3 separate regions of the Sus scrofa genome follow, and all the other regions are linked to region 3. A link is a contact called in public promoter capture Hi-C data. All regions are on one chromosome and are shown on one strand. Each heading gives the region's core, a stretch centred on a gene start, on an enhancer-like site or on the middle of the called end of the contact. The rest is flanking DNA. Distances are from core to core; before and after follow the strand shown.

The links. Promoter capture Hi-C pulls out the DNA fragments that hold promoters and counts their contacts.
Region 1: a contact with region 3 is called in a promoter capture Hi-C map of liver, with 4 times the contacts expected there. The contact joins the promoter of IL23A here to the promoter of BAZ2A in region 3. A contact is called at or near these places in 3 of 5 promoter capture datasets (fetal liver and liver), 5 of 47 Hi-C or Micro-C datasets (alveolar macrophages, embryonic fibroblasts, fetal heart ventricle and 2 more) and 2 of 2 datasets of contacts at active chromatin or transcription factors (alveolar macrophages and skeletal muscle).
Region 2: a promoter capture Hi-C map of liver shows a contact between it and region 3, with 4 times the contacts expected there. The contact joins the promoter of RBMS2 here to the promoter of BAZ2A in region 3. A contact is called at or near these places in 4 of 5 promoter capture datasets (fetal liver, fetal skeletal muscle and liver), 4 of 47 Hi-C or Micro-C datasets (fetal heart ventricle, heart right ventricle, liver and 1 more) and 2 of 2 datasets of contacts at active chromatin or transcription factors (alveolar macrophages and skeletal muscle).

What each region holds. Positions count from the first base shown.
Region 1 is chr5:21,730,687-21,734,059 of Sscrofa11.1, forward strand. It overlaps IL23A (interleukin 23, alpha subunit p19), which reads left to right and starts at 1,730. Exons shown (of 4, transcript NM_001130236.1): 1 at 1,730-1,900; 2 at 2,117-2,218; 3 at 2,887-3,033; 4 at 3,134-3,295. The coding sequence starts at 1,730. The coding sequence ends at 3,295. It overlaps STAT2 (signal transducer and activator of transcription 2), which reads right to left. Exons shown (of 24, transcript NM_213889.1): 24 at 2,344-3,373.
Region 2 is chr5:21,818,404-21,821,756 of Sscrofa11.1, forward strand. It overlaps RBMS2 (RNA-binding motif, single-stranded-interacting protein 2), which reads left to right and starts at 1,449. Exons shown (of 17, transcript XM_021092894.1): 1 at 1,449-1,719. GLS2 (glutaminase liver isoform, mitochondrial) reads right to left here and starts at 1,598. Exons shown (of 18, transcript XM_003481629.4): 1 at 832-1,598. The coding sequence starts at 1,013.
Region 3 is chr5:21,981,064-21,984,645 of Sscrofa11.1, forward strand. It overlaps BAZ2A (bromodomain adjacent to zinc finger domain protein 2A), which reads right to left and starts at 1,970. Exons shown (of 29, transcript XM_001927752.7): 1 at 1,771-1,970. The coding sequence starts at 1,774.

The sequences.
Region 1 (3,373 bases), core at 480-2,979, 250 kb before region 3:
CTAGTCCTGGAAGTAGTTCCTGTTACAGAACAGTCCCACAATTGCCCCGCCAACCTTGCTTCCTATCCAACTCCCGAAGCACCAGGAAGTGAAACAAAGCCCCGTGCCTCCAACTCACCCTTGTCCCTCTCATCCCATCCCCCAGGGCTCCACTTCCTCCTCCTCCTTTTCACCTTCCATCTCCTATCCTAAAGGGCTCCCAGAATGGGAACCAGAGGTGGGAAAAGCATGGGACACATTATACAAACCTGAGGTGAGCTCTCCTACCCCCACCCAACCTCAATTTCCTTATTCCATGTGTATCCACCGATGTAAAGAAAGGCAAACCATTTCTCCTTCAAACTGAGGTAATCTCTCTGATGCTGGAAATGTTTTACCTAAAGGATGGATTTACCACAGAGTCATATTTGAATCTGTAATTTCATTGGGCAGTTCTGAATAGTCCTAAGGGAAGGGAGACCTCTGTCAAGTGTAAGTTTTTCAGAGAAAAAGGATCAAGCTGTTGGGAAGGCTTTGGGAGCTATCTGTGTGGTCATCCATGGCCTCATTCTGACGTCCAAATTGTCCTGGGACCCTCCACTGGGGTTGGGGCAGTCCCAGATTTGGACCACCCTCCACACCCACGCCCAACCTCACAGTCTCAGCTGTTTCACTTAATGTTGCATCAGGGATGGTGATGAAATCAGTATCAGTGGATTTTACCCACGGATGCAACAGGCTGAAGGACTGAGCCGGGGTCACTGACATTGTGCACCTTCAACCACCCAGAACTCCTGGACTTCTAGCCACGGGGAAGGGGCTGGGTATTGGAATGACAGTTGGATTTCTAGCCTTGGCTTATACTGCCCCCCCCACGCCCCCGCCCCAAATCACCTGAATTCCACAGAGCCCATGAAATTTGGGCCACTAAAGTTGAGCAGTCAGATGGTTCTTAGCAACAGCTCTCGCCCTCCCATAGCCCTCCTATCCTCCAAAGTGAGGCCTGAGGTGAGGGAAAAATAATACCTTATACTGAACTTATGTGGCTTCATAGTTCACAAAGTGCTTTCATATCCATTCTCTCCCAGTGGAAATCAAAATGTTCCCAATAGAGAAGAAAAAGCCCCCTTATTCTTAGATTGAGGGCATCAGGTGGGGACCAAACTTCATTCCAAACTCAGCTAACCATCCTATTAAGAGATGAACGCATGCTTCTGTTTTGGTTTTTACTCAGGCAGGAGGAGATGAGGAAATTAGTTTTGAAGGGAGGGAAGATATCGCTCTGGAGGCAAAAAGATGTGGGAAAGGTTAAACAGGAAGGAACTTAAGACTAGATTCATTTAAATATTTGTTACACCCACCCCTACCCTTTTCCACAGCCACTTTGATTCCTGGAGAGCATTACACACAAGTCCCATCCCAGGCCTCCAGCCACAGCAACCACACGATTCATTTCCCCTGGAACTGAGGCTGCTTACCTGGGCTCTCCACGGAGGGGGATGATGCAGGGAGGGGAATCCCACCTGCTGTGAGTCACCTGCTAGTATAAAGGGCGGGTTTTACGATGCAGGGACCTTAAAAAGAGACTCAGAGACAAGAGAAAATCTACAGGAAGCAGCTCAGAAACTCGGTGAACAACAGAGGGATCCAAACCAGAGGTGCGCAGAACAGGCTCAGAGCAAGAAGTGACAGAGACTCCACAGGGACTGAAAGGAACGGAACCAGCCAGATCTGAAAAGCAGGCAAGGAGATGCTGGGAAGCAGAGCTGTGATGCTGATGCTGCTGCTGCTGCTACTGCCCTGGACCTCTCAGGGCCGGGCTGTGCCTGAGGGCAGCAGCCCTGCTTGGGCTCAAGGCCAGCAGCTCTCACAGCAGCTCTGCACGCTGGCCTGGACTGCACATCTACCAATGGGACATGTGGTGAGTGGCAACCTCTGGGACCAAACAGAAGCCTATCTAAGCTCTCCAAGGCTGCAGTGGGAGACTGAGGCCTGGGGTGGAAGCTGGAGGGTTAAAGGCCATCAGGAGGTAAGAGAGGACGGGAAGCAGGGATCTAGGGAGAGTCACTGCCTGAGGATCCAGGTGGGGTTTGAAGGTACTTATTTCTTCACTCTTCCCACCCCTCTTCCATTCCAGGATCTACCAAGAGAAGAGGGAGATGATGAGACTACAAGTGAAGTCCCCCATATCCAGTGCGGGGATGGCTGTGATCCTCAGGGACTCAGGGACAACAGTCAGGTACTAAGATGAGGCTGGGCCACAAGGAAGAGGGGACTGGGGACAGAACTGGACCCCAAAGTGACTTAGGAAAACTTCTGTCTTTGTCCATTCAACCTGCTAAAATAACAAACCAAAGACTGGGTAGTTTATAAACAGACATTTATTTCTCAGTTCTGGAGAGTGGAGATCTGAGATCAGAGTGCCAGCATAGTTGAGGGCCCTCTTCCAGGATGCAGAGTTCTTGTATTTTAGGAAGTTCTGTAGGTCTCTTCTATCTATCTATCTACCTACCTACCTATCATTTATTTACTATTATTGTTTTTTGGCTATGCCTGTGGCATGTGAATGTTCCTGGGCCAGGGATTGAACCCATGCCACAGCAGCACCCTGAGCTGCTGCAGTGACAACACTTGATCCTTAACATGCTGCACCACAAGGAAACTCCCTGTGGGTCTCTTATAAGAGCAGTAATCCTTCTCACGAGGCCTCCATCCTCATGACCTAATCATCCCAAAGGCCCCACCTCCTAATACCATCACACTGGGGGCCAGAATTTCAATGTATGAATTTTGTGGGGATGCAAACATTCACATCATAGCCGTGTTTAGGAATGGCAAGAATCAGATGGGTCTTCAGCAGATGCAGTAATTAGAAGGTATTTTTCTTTCACTGCCTTTTCTCCCCAGTCCTGCTTGCAAAGGATCCACCAAGGCCTGGTTTTTTATGAGAAGCTGCTGGGCTCAGACATTTTCACAGGGGAGCCTTCTCTACACCCTGATGGCTCTGTGGGCCAGCTTCACGCCTCCCTACTGGGCCTCAGGCAACTCTTGCAGGTATAAACTAGGGGCCTGGAGCGGGGGGTGGCTTGCAGGTGTCAGAGACAGTGCCTGGGGGGTGAAGGATCCTCTCTACTAGTGTCCTGTGTCCTTTCAGCCCGAGGGTCACCACTGGGAGACTGAGCAGACGCCAAGCCCCAGTCCCAGCCAGCCCTGGCAACGCCTCCTTCTCCGCCTCAAGATCCTTCGCAGCCTCCAGGCCTTTGTGGCTGTAGCTGCCCGGGTCTTCGCCCATGGAGCAGCAACTCTGAGCCAGTAAAGCCAGCAGCTTAAGGATGACACCAAGACCTCCATTGCTCAGCAATGCTAAAATGAAGCTATGAGCCAACAAGTTCAT
Region 2 (3,353 bases), core at 199-2,698, 160 kb before region 3:
GGGAGAGAGTTGCAGCCTCTCCCGCAGAGTAAGAGCACAAGGGAAGCGCACTCTTTAAATCAGGGAGCCTGAGCAGCATATATAAGGACTCTGATCCGCTCTGGTTTGGGAAATCTGCGTCTTATGATTTTTTTTCCCCCATTATAAAGATTTTCCTGTATGACTAGGTCACTTTGTGTGTACAGCAGAAATTGACAGAACATTGTAAATCAACTATAATAAAAAATTTGTAATGAAAAAGATTTTTCTTATTCAAAGACCAATTGGAGAACCACCCTTATTCTACAGATTAGGGAGCCCTGATAACGCACACCCCCAACACGTACGCAAACGACATACGCACACACCTGCGCACCAGTAATACACAAGCATCACACATTACACACCAAAACACAAACCACTCACAGACCCCAAAACATCAGGACTAGAGGTAGGCTGTTCCATATCCATGCATCCCCTAAAATACACTCGAGGACCGGGGAGGAGTGAAGGGTGAGGGGTGCGGTGAGCACACGGCTCTGCCCTCAGACACGTGCACCAAGCAACACTCCGCGCCCCCCCCCCCCCGCGCTCCCAATTAAGTACGCACCTTGGACATGCACCATTCCGAGGACCGACCTGCCCAAACGCCCTCCCGGGCAGACGGCACGTTACCGCCCGAGTGCGGCGGACCCAAAGCCCCAATTCTAAAGGAAAAGGCATCGCAGGCCAATAAACGAGGAGAGAAGGAAGATGCGATGCGCTTCTGGGGGAAGGGGACTCAGAAACTAGTGAGAACGACAGTGGGAGTGGGAGCGAGCCTGTCCCCTGACCCTGCCCAGCAAGCCTTACTGATCCTGGTGCAGCGGCTGGTGGCTGTGCGGAGTCTCCCTGCCCTGCGCCGCGGCCTCACTGAGGTGGTGCCGGACGCCCCCGCCAAGGAGAGGGCTCCGGCTCAGGTGACCCCAGCCTCTCTGCCGGCAGTGACTGCCGGCCCGGCTCAGTGCATTCTGCAGAGCTTTCATAGAGCGCATCCCCCTAGACCGCCGCCGGCTCGGCTAGAGCGCCCAGGGCGTCTGAGCGGTGGCTGGAGGGAGGGGCGGAGGAATCGTGGACCAGGTGGGGGTAGTTCTGCGAGGGAGTGCAGAGCTTGGGAGGTGCGGAGGCGGCGCCCAGTGAGTGGCGTTGAAGAAGGAGGAGGGACTGGTTCCTCCAAGGCTCCAGCCACTGCCAGGTGCACTCAATCCCACCGATAAAGGGAATCGGTGAGGAGTGAGCTAGATGGAAAAATACCAAAAAGGTTGTAAAGGCTAGCTTGAAAGGGGCGGTGCCTGAGAGTTGGGATGGACAGTGTTCGTGTCCAATCGTTGAGGAAGCAAAAATCTTGGGGGCGGAGAAAAGATGAGGCTACCCAATGAAAACAAGGGGGTGTGCCGTTCGCAAAAGCCGGTGGATTCCTCCGCGCACCCGCCCTCTGCGGCGGGTCTCTCGTGCAGCCGCTGAGGGCGGGAAAGCTGAGGTGAGGCAGCTCGAAGGGCGAGGACGCGGTGGCGTCAGGACGATGGAGTTCTCGGAGAGAGAGGAGAAGCGTTCTTCTTTGCACTTGGAGAAGCATGAGCTCTGTTCAAGAGGCTTTTTAGTGACCTTCGACATTCGAAGGCCAGAACCCGCCCTCAATAACCCGCCTCGTAGTGCGGCGTGGAGGCCAAACGAACGTCTATTCTCCAGCACGCAGTGTTGGTGAGTGAGGAGTCAGATGGCTGGAAATTACCCCAACCAGGAGCAGCCCCCCCCGCCCCCGAGCGCTTCAGTGAAATCAGGAGGCCGCGAAAAAAGACACCCTGGGTTGCTTGGTTGCCTGGCTTCTCGTTTTATTTCTACCAGTTATTTGGGGACTGCTTAAAACTTAGGTATTCTTAACCTTGAGCCTGTAAACATTTTATAAACAGTTTGGTGCTCTGTCAATTTTAGCTGTTTTAATTGCTTGCTGTATTCATCACGGGCAGAAAAGATAGACAAAAAGAATTTTGAAAACTAAGCACATTTAGGAATCTTATCATTGGTAACGAGGAGAGCATTCACCTCTATCTTTACACTGTCTCACACAGCATCTGTAGTTTGTAGGAGCTCGTTGAAATAACAGCTATTATGGCGCATCAACCACTTGGTTGGTCTGTCTCTTCTTCTTACTGGAGACCTGCAGATTAGGTTATTAGTCCCGTTCTGAAGATGAGGAAACTAAGACTCCAAAATTGACTTATTTGAATAAGACAAACCCAGCTAAGTACCAGGGCCAGGAATCAGATCCAAGTCACTGACTACAAGGCTCTCTCCATCATGCTGCACTTCCCAAAATTAACCATTGAATTATCCCAGGAAATGAGCTAGTTTCTGAATGAGGCATTTAGGTGGAAGCAACAGTACTGAGAGTTGTCTAGAGGCTGGCAGTATCACAGAATGCTGCCTTTCGTTTTGTTTTTGGGTTAACATGAGCATCAAAGGGGGGAAAAAAGGAATTGCCTTTTGGCCTAGAGGTTAAGGATTCTTTGTTACTACTGTGGCTTGGGTTAGATCCCTGGCCCTGGAATTTCCGCATGTGGCCTGCATGGCCAAAAAAATAAGATAAATGAGTACTAGGGGCAGCTGTGAGAAAATCAAAATCTTTCTCTGGTGTGTTCTGTAGAGAGGGAGTTCTCCTTTGGCTTGGTTAGGGTTGGAGGGTTTATTTGATTTGAAATCAGGTGGAGTGACTTTTTGCTTTTGTTTGTTTTTCCCTTCTCTAGTCATTCGCTAATGTGCACAATCCATTCTCCTATAGGTGAGACTAATTCTGGGACCCCACCTTACTCTGGCTGTCTTTGGCTTTGCCCATGACTTAAGAAAGTTCTGAGTCTTAATACTTGGTATATACTTGGGCCAGCATTAATTTTTCCAAATGTAGCAGGCTAATCTTACCCTTGTTTCATAGGAATGGTAGTTCTCTGAAGCTTTTTGAGCTGTCAAGAGAAAGATAACAAATGTTAAGGAATTTCTAAACATTACCTGGAAGGTATTTGCTTCTTTTTTATTTCCTACCCGTTGCCTTTTTTTCTTTCTTTCTTTTTGAATGGCCTTACCCACTGTATACCAGGGCCAGGAATTGAATCTGAGCTGCAGCTGAGACCTTTTAATCCACTGCAGCTGGCCAAAGATTGAACCCGTGCCTTTGATGTGACCCAGGCTGCTGCAATTGGATTCTTAACCCATGTGTCATAATGAGAACTTCTCTCTTCTCCCTGTTTTTTTGAATTAGCTTTAATTGTAGTTAGTAATGAGTTCCTCCCTTTCTCCCCACATCTCTCAGATGTAGAAACTGGTTGGGTAGTGAAGAAAAT
Region 3 (3,582 bases), core at 720-3,219:
AAAGATGGGGTGGGATGAGGGCTACAGAAAAGCTTCAGATGGGAGTTAGTTGAACTTGAAGGGCTCAGCGGAGCCGGGCCTGAAAGTGACTCCACTCTATAACCCCCCCACCCCCCTCCTTTAATACAGGGACGGAAAGGAGTTAGGGTGGCGGTTATTCCCCCTCCCATTGGAGGTTAGGATGGCGTGGGAAAGCGATGGTTCCAGAGGGAGGAGGAGAAACCCAGACCGCGGGAGATTTTTCTGGCGAGGAAGACGCGGGGGAGGGGGAGATCCTAGGTCCAGAGTAGGAGGGGTACCCTGGAGAGATTGGCCGAGAGGCGTGAGAAGCCTCCGGATTCCGGTCGCAGAGGACAGGAGAGAAATGGGTGAGTAGATAGTGCGGGGGAGAGAGGAAGGGCAGCTCCCGCAGGGGGAGGGTCAGATCCTGCGTCCAGGGCAGCGGGGATCCCGGGGAAGGGGACCGCAGGGGCGGCCCGCCCAGGGACTCCAGGACCGGTCGTAGGTGCCAGGCCTCACCTGGAGCAGGGCCGGGCGGCGGCGGCGGCGGCGGCGGCGCAGGTGGCCGAGCCGGGCGGCGGCGGCGCCTCCTCCCCCAGCCCTGGGCCGGCCGCGGCGGAGCGGGAGGTGGGGGGGGAGCACTTAAAGGGGCAGGAGCTACTGGGGTAAGGACGAACGCTCCGATAGGGCTGTCGCGAAGAATCCTCTGGGGGAGGGGACGCTGGTGGCGTCTCCTAGGGGCCAGAACCAGGAAGGATCCCAGATGGAGGAAGAGAACAGATCCCAGGAAGAAGAGACAGAAACTTGGGTGGTGAAGTGGGGGAGGGTGGTGGGTCCGAACTGGAGGACTTGGGAGAGCTCCGCCTGCGCTCCGGGGGCACTGGCAAAGATCTCTTCACAAAGGAGGGCATGAAAGACAGTGAGAGTCACAAGGACTCCCGAGGAGTGAAGGTGCCAAAGAGGGAACTCGAGGCCGAGCCTGCTGGGGGTAACAGCGGCCCTACCAGGTGCACAGGTTCCCTGTTTCAGCTCCTCACCGACCCAATCTCTTCAGCGGTGGAAAGACACAGCCTCTTTCCTCAAGCTCGGCCCAAGTTTAAAAGTCTCTGGAATCAGGAAGCCACGAGAGCAAAGACCTCCTAGGCCTCCTAGGCCTTTCAATGTCAGTCCTCCCTCTCTGAGTCTTCTCAGTGACTGGAGCAAGGGGGACCGCCAACAGCAGCCCTAGTGAGGCTGATGTAGAACTGTGAGAATTGTGCTTTCTGAATTCTAGTTCAGCTTTCCCCCAACCACCACCACCCTTGCAGCAACCTCTGGGGCAACAGGAAGCAGCTGCTCAGTGCAGCCCCCACCTGGTGGTGGGTCAGGGTGGGGGAGGAAAGAAGACAGGGACTTAAAAAGCCCAGGAGAAAATGGGGGAAGATACACCTTTAAAAAATCTTCCAATGAGACCAAAAGTAGGCTTTACTTTTTTTAGGGGGGAGCAGCAGTGAGTGTAAAATAGTGGGAGGCTCAAGGAGCTGGGGAAATGGGGGTGAGGTGGGAAAGCCCCCACCTAAGGTGCAGTCTCAGGTTCTTCCCTGGAGCTGGAGCTTTCCAACGTTCGTGGTCGGCAGCCTCATCAGCTGAGCCCTGTGCCCCTATAGTCTGGCGTCTCCTCCTTCACCCCTCAAAAGAGCAAAGGTTAGGCCCCACCCCTGCTGAGTCAGCCAGGGAGGGAGGTAGGCATCCCTCAGGCCTTCCCCGAGGGGGGCCGGTCTTCATACTTACCCATGTCAGGCTGGCTGGGCTTCAGGGCTGGGACCACCTAGCTCCTCACCGTCCTTGATTCCCCCTTCACGTGAAGGCTGGTGTTAGATCCTCCCAAACTGTGAGCTGGGAACCAGCACGAATCAAAAAGCCAATGTATGCTTCCTGCGAACCACAGCCTGAACTGCTGTAGGGTGATGTCCCTGTGTGACAGACTGGGGTGGGGAGGGAGGAGGGAAGGGCGGGGCTTTCTCTGGGTGGAGAGGGAGGAGGCGGTGAGGACGGGGCAGAACCAGGAGAAATATGGAGGAAGGTTAGATCTGTGTTGACACTCCAGTGGCATGCTACAAGAAGAGACCGATGAAGGAGGAAGGAAATAAACAGTTGCAGGTAGTGAGAGGAAGAAGTTTCTGGATGAATGCTGAGAGATGTAAATGTGGGGGTGGAGGGATAGAAATGACCTTTAGGGTCGTAGTTCCCAGGTCTGCATCTGGATAACAAGGGAAAGTGGAGCAAAAAGGGCCGGCCCTGGGGGCTCCTGCACCAGCTTCTTACCCCACTTCAGTCTTGACCCAGAGGATGTGTGCCCCCACCCCATAACTCAGCATTTCCCCAAATTCAGGATTTTCTGGGAGCAAACTACCAGGCACAGGCAGCTCAGGGGCTCCACCTTCCGTCCAGATCACGACACAGAAGAGACTGGTGCCAAGGACGTCATAGGCAGATGGGAGGAAACTTATAGAGGCCCCTACTCCACCCCTGGCTCCTCTCCCAAGGCCCCTCCCCAACCTTCAGCCCCCGGGGGCCTCTGAATTGGGATGTTTGTCCTACCCGGCTCCTAATCAACTTGAATGCCTCAGGGTGGAGCTTATAGATTCAGGCTCCTCCTCAGGACAAAAGCCCCAGCCGGTTTGTAAACAGTCATTAGCTAAGAACCACATCCCTGCAAATGGCCTTCAAGGATTTCAAAATGGTGAGATGAGAGTTTGTGCAGAGCCTCTAGCCCTACCACCAGAGGGCAGGATATGGGTCTGGGCCCAGAAAATATTTCAGGAGCACCAAATCCGACCTAGTACTTGTTTGAAACTGGGTGTGCCTTTGAGTAATTCTTATAATCCTGCACCTTTCGGTTGGCTAAAGTGAAGGGGCAATTGTCTAATTCCACTATTTAGCTGAGAAACCCCAAGCCCAGCAACCCTGCAAATTACTATTCCTCTGTAACAGATTTCAATTTTTAGGGATCTTAGAATAGGGCTAATGGCACTTTAAACCCTGCACTGCCTCAAGGAACCACATACAAGTCTTGCCCAAAATACATGATGAAAAAAAACAAAACCGTGGCAATGGTGGGGCGGTGGTGGGTTGACTCAAATTTTGCACAGATCAGTATTAATCCTTCAAAACACTGATTAACCCCTTACTTCTCTTAGAGTAGCACTTATTTTTAAACCACCCAACCCACTTTTCCCAGTGTGCTTTTCTGAAAAAAACCTTTTTATTTAGCATAGAGTTTTGGGCCAGGGATCAGATCTGAGCTAGTCTCAGCTGTAGCAACACAGGATTCTTTAACCCACTGTGCTGGGCTAGGATCAAACCTGCATCCCAAGGTTCCAGAGATGCCACCACAGCAGGATGTCCCCTTTTGCTTTTTTAATCAAATAAGGTGCTAAATAGAATACTGAAGAGCCAAAAAATTGATTTGCCATGAACAACATAAAAGGCCAAAGTTGAGACCCTACTAGTAAGATCACATCATCCACAGGAAACTCCTCACAAGACTCATGCTAGTTTATTAATCCGAACTAGCAGCTTTTCTTTTTTTGATGACCCCAT